Regions from separate parts of the Ovis aries genome. Here region 1 is linked to region 2. The links are chromatin contacts, called in public Hi-C maps. All regions are on one chromosome and are shown on one strand. Each heading gives the region's core, a stretch centred on a gene start, on an enhancer-like site or on the middle of the called end of the contact. The rest is flanking DNA. Distances are from core to core; before and after follow the strand shown. Region 1 overlaps FRMD1 (FERM domain containing 1). Region 2 has its middle 15 kb from the start of UNC93A.

Region 1 (2,700 bases), core at 61-2,560, 390 kb after region 2:
GGGGACGCCTCCCGGTTCTCCCCTGGGGCGGCACCTTGGGGAGCCGAGTCCCCTGGGGAAATGGGCGGGAATCGTCAGCATGCAGGTTCCCCGGCCCCAGCAGCTGGTGGCTGGCCCGGGAGTGAGCCCTGAGCAAGCCCTAGGGTTTCTCGTGATGACCCACTATTGTGCCCTCTGCCTCCATCAGAAGCAAGCTGGCAGTGCTGGGGGAGCTGCGGTCACGTCCAGCCTGTACTTGCTGAGCCATCTGCCCAGGCTTCAGGGTCCAGAGGGAACCTGGGGGCTTCCCTGTCCCTCCTGACAAGTGTGGAGGGAGGCATGTGAGGGAGGGCCCTCGCCACAGCCCTGGGGCCCGCACAGCCCTCGGGTGGCAGTGTCGGCCCACCCGCAGCCCTGATGGCTTTCTGGGAAGACCACAGCCCGTCCACCACTCACAGCTGTCTTCCTGGGTCTCTCCAGTACCTGCTTTGCCTGAAAGGCCTTTGCTCTAATTTAGGCAAAATGAAAGGACGATTTTTCTGATGTCCTAAAGAACCCTCCTCCTCCTGCTCCAGCCCTGGCCTTCTGCTGCCCCCTCGTGGGCAGAGACGGAGGGAGGCCGCCGGGGGAGGGGCTGGCGACCACAGCGAGGCCCCTCCCTGCCTTCAGCCATCCTGTATTTGCCCAACCACCACTCAGCCTGCTGCTGAGTGGACATTGGGCAGTTTTCTGCGTCTCCACAAGGCCCAGAGGGAGCACAGAAATAGGAACGGAGCTCTGGTGGTTTCCGGGTCAGCAGCGGTGCCTCCGTCTGCGAGGGCACAGGGTGCTGGGCCGGCCTCCCTGGGCCCTGGAGCCGGCCACCCTGCGCCAGGCTGGGTTGGGTCAGGGTAACAGAAGGGCAGGCTGGATGCGCTGTCCCCCAACAGGCCCCGCCCCTCCGCCCAGACACGCCCCCTACAAGGCAGCCCCGCCCCCAGGGCCACCGCGCCCTGTGCTGGCCACCCCACTCCACGCGCCAGGGCGGGAGCTCTAAAGGGGCGTCCCTCCTCTGCTCCGTGTCCACTCATCACATGTGCTTGCGTTCGTGTGCACACGCGGGCACACCTAGGGGTGTGTGTGGATCCCGGCCCCAACCTGACGCTCAGCCCTGCCCGAGAGCAAAGCAGTTCATCGGGCTGGCTCTCGCTCCCAGGAGCTCCTTTAAAGGAAATAAGATAATCGTGCCCTGGATCAGGGCAGACGTGGCCTCGTGTCCTACCATAAGGACCGTCCCAGTGTGACCTCGGGAATTCTCAGAGAAGCGGGGCTGTGCCCCCACCTGAGGGCTCTGGGTGCCCCGCCCCATCCTCCAGGCCCTGCCTCACCGGCCTCGTCACCTGCTCGTGTGGCCACAGGCTGGGTGTCCTTGGGAGCCCTGTTTGCAGGAGCCCAGCCAGGCATGTGGGCACCTGCTGCTCCCAGGACTGACGGGCAGCCCCGGAGGTCCAGCTCCACCATAGTGGACCCTGACCGTGCTGCGCGCTGGGAGGGCTGCCCCTGTGTGCCACCTCCCCGGGGTGCACCTGACCTCCTGGGTGACCCTGGCCTAGGGGAGAGGCTGCCCTGACTGGCCCAGCCATCCTGCTGGCCAGCCCCTTCAGCAACCACAGACCACAGGTGAGGGTGGGTTTCTTGTCACACTTCTTCAAAAAAGGAAATAGATCAACGTGAGCTCCAATGTCGAGGGCTGGCCTTCCTGCCAAGCTCCTCCCGCCACACAGAGTCGGTTCCTCACAGGGTGAAGACCAGGAACCTTCACCAGGGCAACTGGGCACTGGTGTGGCCGCGCCTCCCTGCCCACCCAGCACGGGCCGTCCAGGTGCAGACACGGGCCAGCATCCAGCTCTTTATTTGTGCCCGGTGTGTGCGCAAACAAGACCCTTTTCACAGAAAGGACCCAGAGGCCCAGTTAAGACTGGGCTGCACCCTCTGCCCCCTGGGCTCAGGTTCCATCCTGACTTGGGGGGACGGTGCCATCTCGGGCACAGCGCTTGGAACCGCACGGGTCAGTGCAACCAAAGAGGGCGGAGGGTGCAAGGGGGAGGCCGGAGGACCTGCAGTGGGTTAAGCCACACTGCCCGCACCCAGGTGCCTGTCACCTGCCTCAGGCTGGCATTGCCGTGGAGTCCCACCTGTCCACAGCGGCACCCCCAGAGCCTCTGGAAGGGAGGCAGGGGCCCATCTGGGGTCAGGAGGCAGGTAAGACGTGCTCCAGAACGTCTGGGAAGATAGAACGGCAGCGCGAGGCCGGCCCCTGCCCCAGCTGGGCCTTCAGGTGGATGGCTTCACGAAGGGCCCACACACGCAGGGCCCTCGGGGTGGAATGGCGGGGGCCGTGTCTCAGCCCGGGGGCAGCGCCCTGACTCTGACGGGGACAGCACACCTACAGCCTGCCTTCCCGGCGCCCCTCACCCGGTGGGCCCAACCAGGCAGGGCCCTGGGCTTCACCCACCTCTCAGTCACCCACAGTGAGCCTCCAGCGAGGGTCAGGCTCTCAGCGTGCTTTTCCAGAAATCCCTGTGAAACTCTACTCAGCATTCAGCCACCGGTGGATGCCAAGTGAAGAGGTGGTGAAGCTCAGAGAGGTCTCGCTCCATCTCCCCCCACCTCCCGTCCGGCCTCCTGATGCAGGGAGGGGGCGGTGGCCACAAACGGGCCCTGGGGTGGTGGTAACCGGGG
Region 2 (2,734 bases), core at 20-2,519:
GAGGGAGGAGGCCTCCAGAGCCAGGCTGCCAGGGGCCCCGGGCTCATCCGTGCCCTCCCCGGGCAGAATCAGCCACGTGGCCATGCCCACCGGGAGTGGTTGGGGGCAGGGGTGGTGGGCGGCAGAGTCCTGGGCTCAGCAAACCTGGCCAGACCGTTAGGGCCCCCACCAACTTCTGTCAGCCAGACTCCAAGCTGTGCTTTCTCTCGGACTTAAGGTTTCTGAAAACCAGGGGCCTCGCCCACAGAGTGGGGACCATTCCAGAATGAAAAAGAAGATCACTGTGGAAGGGGCGTGACGAGAAAGGGCTGTGGCTGCTCCATCCTTCGCCCTGGGGACCAGGATCCTCACCAGACAAGAGCCGCCTCCCTCCTGCTGCCCCCACCCTGCCCCCTGCAGGAGCAGGCGTCTGACCTCACGCTAGCCAGGCCGTTTGGTGAGGTGTCCTCTGAAATCCAGGGCAGAACCGGAGGTGGCAGCAAATGAAAAGCGAGTTTTACTAACTGAGCAGGAAAACCTGGAACAGAGAAAAGAATATAAAGTTCCCTTCGGCAAGTGAGCAGCCAGCAACTGTAACACAGCTTCAAGGCTGCAGCTTTCAGAAACCAAACCCCTCAGTGGCCGGTGGCCGGGAATGCCTTCCTTTGTTGTCGGAGTCCCAGAAATGCTGGGGTTCCTTTCACACCCACGTGCAAAGGCTCGGGATCGGCCAGCTCTCCAAGAGGATCCTGGAAGCAGCCGTTGTAGGTTCCATATTTCTGTTTCTCTCCCTTTCTTCAATTTACCCCAAAAAGAAAAGCAAAGCATGGGAGTGGCTTGACTGACGGAAGCAGGGTAAGTGGCTGCTCTGGGTTATCACTCATATCCCAGTGAACTTGGAGAGAACAGGTCGTTTCCCGGAGCCCCAGGGATGGTTCCCCAGCTTTGTGGGCTGCAGGGGAAGCCACGCTCCCCTGCCTCCTGGCTGGGCCCCGGGAGGCTATGGAGGACGAGGCGGGTGCGGGTGAGCAGCTTCAAGACCCCCAGGTCAGACTCCAGTGTCTCCATGAGGCTCAAATCCAGCACGAGGCTCTTGAGTGCAGAGTCATTGCTGAGGCATCGGCGGTGGGAAATAAAGGAAGGGCCCGCAGGCCACAGGCCATGCTCTGGCCTTGAGTTCGCCCACTTGGCATTGAGAACCCAGAGAAAAGAGACTCTAAAGGCAGAGCCTGTATGGCTGGAGGCCAGCCAGGGACAGCCAGGAAGCCTCTGGCCTGGGGTCAGGGACACACAATTCCCTGCCCAGCGAAGGGCCTGAGCCTGGGGCAGTTCCCTCAGGCGCAGTGATCATGGCTCTAATCCCGTGCTTGGCTCAAAAGTCATCATTATTTCAGACTCAGCAAGCCTGGACTCAGCTTATTAACACGGCATTTTGGTTGCGAGAGGCAGAGTCCAGAAGCCATCTGTAAGCTATGGTTTCAGGGCCAGCAGAAAATTCCCCACTTGTCCCTGACTCTTTCTCTGTTACAGTTTATGAAATCTCCCCCCAGACACAGATTATCCTAAGGGCTTTAACTGGCTTCCAAGATGGCATGGTTGGTAGAGAATCCGCCTGCCAGTGCAGGAGACTCAACAGACTTGGGTTCGATCCCCGGGTCGGGAAGATCTGCCGGAGAAGGGACTGGCAACCCACTCCTGTATTCTTGCCGGAGAATCCCATGGACAGAGGAGCCTGGCAGGCTACAGTCCCTGGGATTGCTAAGAGTTGGACGTGACTGAACAACTTAGCACTCACGCTCCCAGTTAGACAGGACTCTGAGTGTGTGTGAGAGTGTTTCCGGATGAGATTAGCATTCGAATAGGTGGACTCAGTAAAGCCCTGGGCCCCGCCCTTTGTGAGTGGGCAGCGTCCAGTCAGCTGGGACCCCAATAGGACAAAAGGTGCGGGGAGGAGGATCCCCCATTTCTCCTGCTCACTGACACGCTGGCCTGGCTTGTTCAGCCTCTCCTGCCCCCGGCTGGGGTTTACACCTTCCGCTCTGCTGGTTCTCAGACTCTCAGACCAAACTGCCTTGCACCACCTTCTGGTCTCAGCTGGCAGACAGCACGTGGGGGGCTTCTCAGCCTCTGTAACCATGTGGACCACTTCCTTTCACTGTGTATGTGTATGCAAATAGGTATGTATGTCTATGTGTGTATGCGTGTGTATGCATGTGTGTATACGTGTGTATGTATATATGTATATGCACATGGATACACACACACACATATATAAATATATCTCAGTATGTATCTCTGAGTCAGTCGGTGAGGAACCTGGAAGCCGTCTGAAGGCTGGCCTTCCGCGGCGGCATCTCCCGCGGCATCCACACTTCGCGCACAGCCTCCTGCAGGGGTGCTGGCTGCCTTCAAGACACAGTGCTGGCTCGTCCCTAGTGAGGCTTCCCAGGGAGCCTGAGGAGCCACCTGCCTTGGTGACCTGCAGGGGAGTGATATGAGTCACGTCCACCATACTCCACCTGTGGAAAGCGAATCACAGTGTCCAGCTCACACCAAGAGGAGCGAACGTGCTTTAAAATAGCGCCTTTCTTGAAAACCCTGCTATAGAATATTTTTTTCATTCTCAGTGTAATTACCTTTCAGGGAAAAGTTGAGCGAGACCTGGCTATCGCGTGTGAGTTCAAGCAGTAGGCTTCTTGCTATTTCATTGATAAACCAGGTTAGGGGATTAGGAACTAGACCTTGAGAGCATAAG

What was found. A called contact is a pair of places that touch in the nucleus more often than the background predicts.
Region 1: a contact with region 2 is called in a Hi-C map of liver, with 5 times the contacts expected there. The contact joins two enhancer-like sites. A contact is called at or near these places in 3 of 16 Hi-C or Micro-C datasets (hypothalamus, liver and tail adipose tissue).

The regions. Positions count from the first base shown.
Region 1 is chr8:90,129,336-90,132,035 of ARS-UI_Ramb_v3.0, forward strand. It overlaps FRMD1 (FERM domain containing 1), which reads right to left. Exons shown (of 14, transcript XM_042253741.2): 14 at 1,855-2,700. Among named protein-coding and RNA genes, the nearest start is that of FRMD1, 26 kb to the right of the region's middle. Within about 2 kb of position 1,311, at least 18 of the 54 cell types and tissues checked have an H3K27ac peak or open chromatin away from gene starts, as enhancers often do. A contact at or near this core is called in liver, where this site is marked.
Region 2 is chr8:89,739,217-89,741,950 of ARS-UI_Ramb_v3.0, forward strand. No RefSeq gene overlaps it. Among named protein-coding and RNA genes, the nearest start is that of UNC93A, 15 kb to the left of the region's middle. Within about 2 kb of position 1,270, at least 6 of the 54 cell types and tissues checked have an H3K27ac peak or open chromatin away from gene starts, as enhancers often do. A contact at or near this core is called in liver, where this site is marked.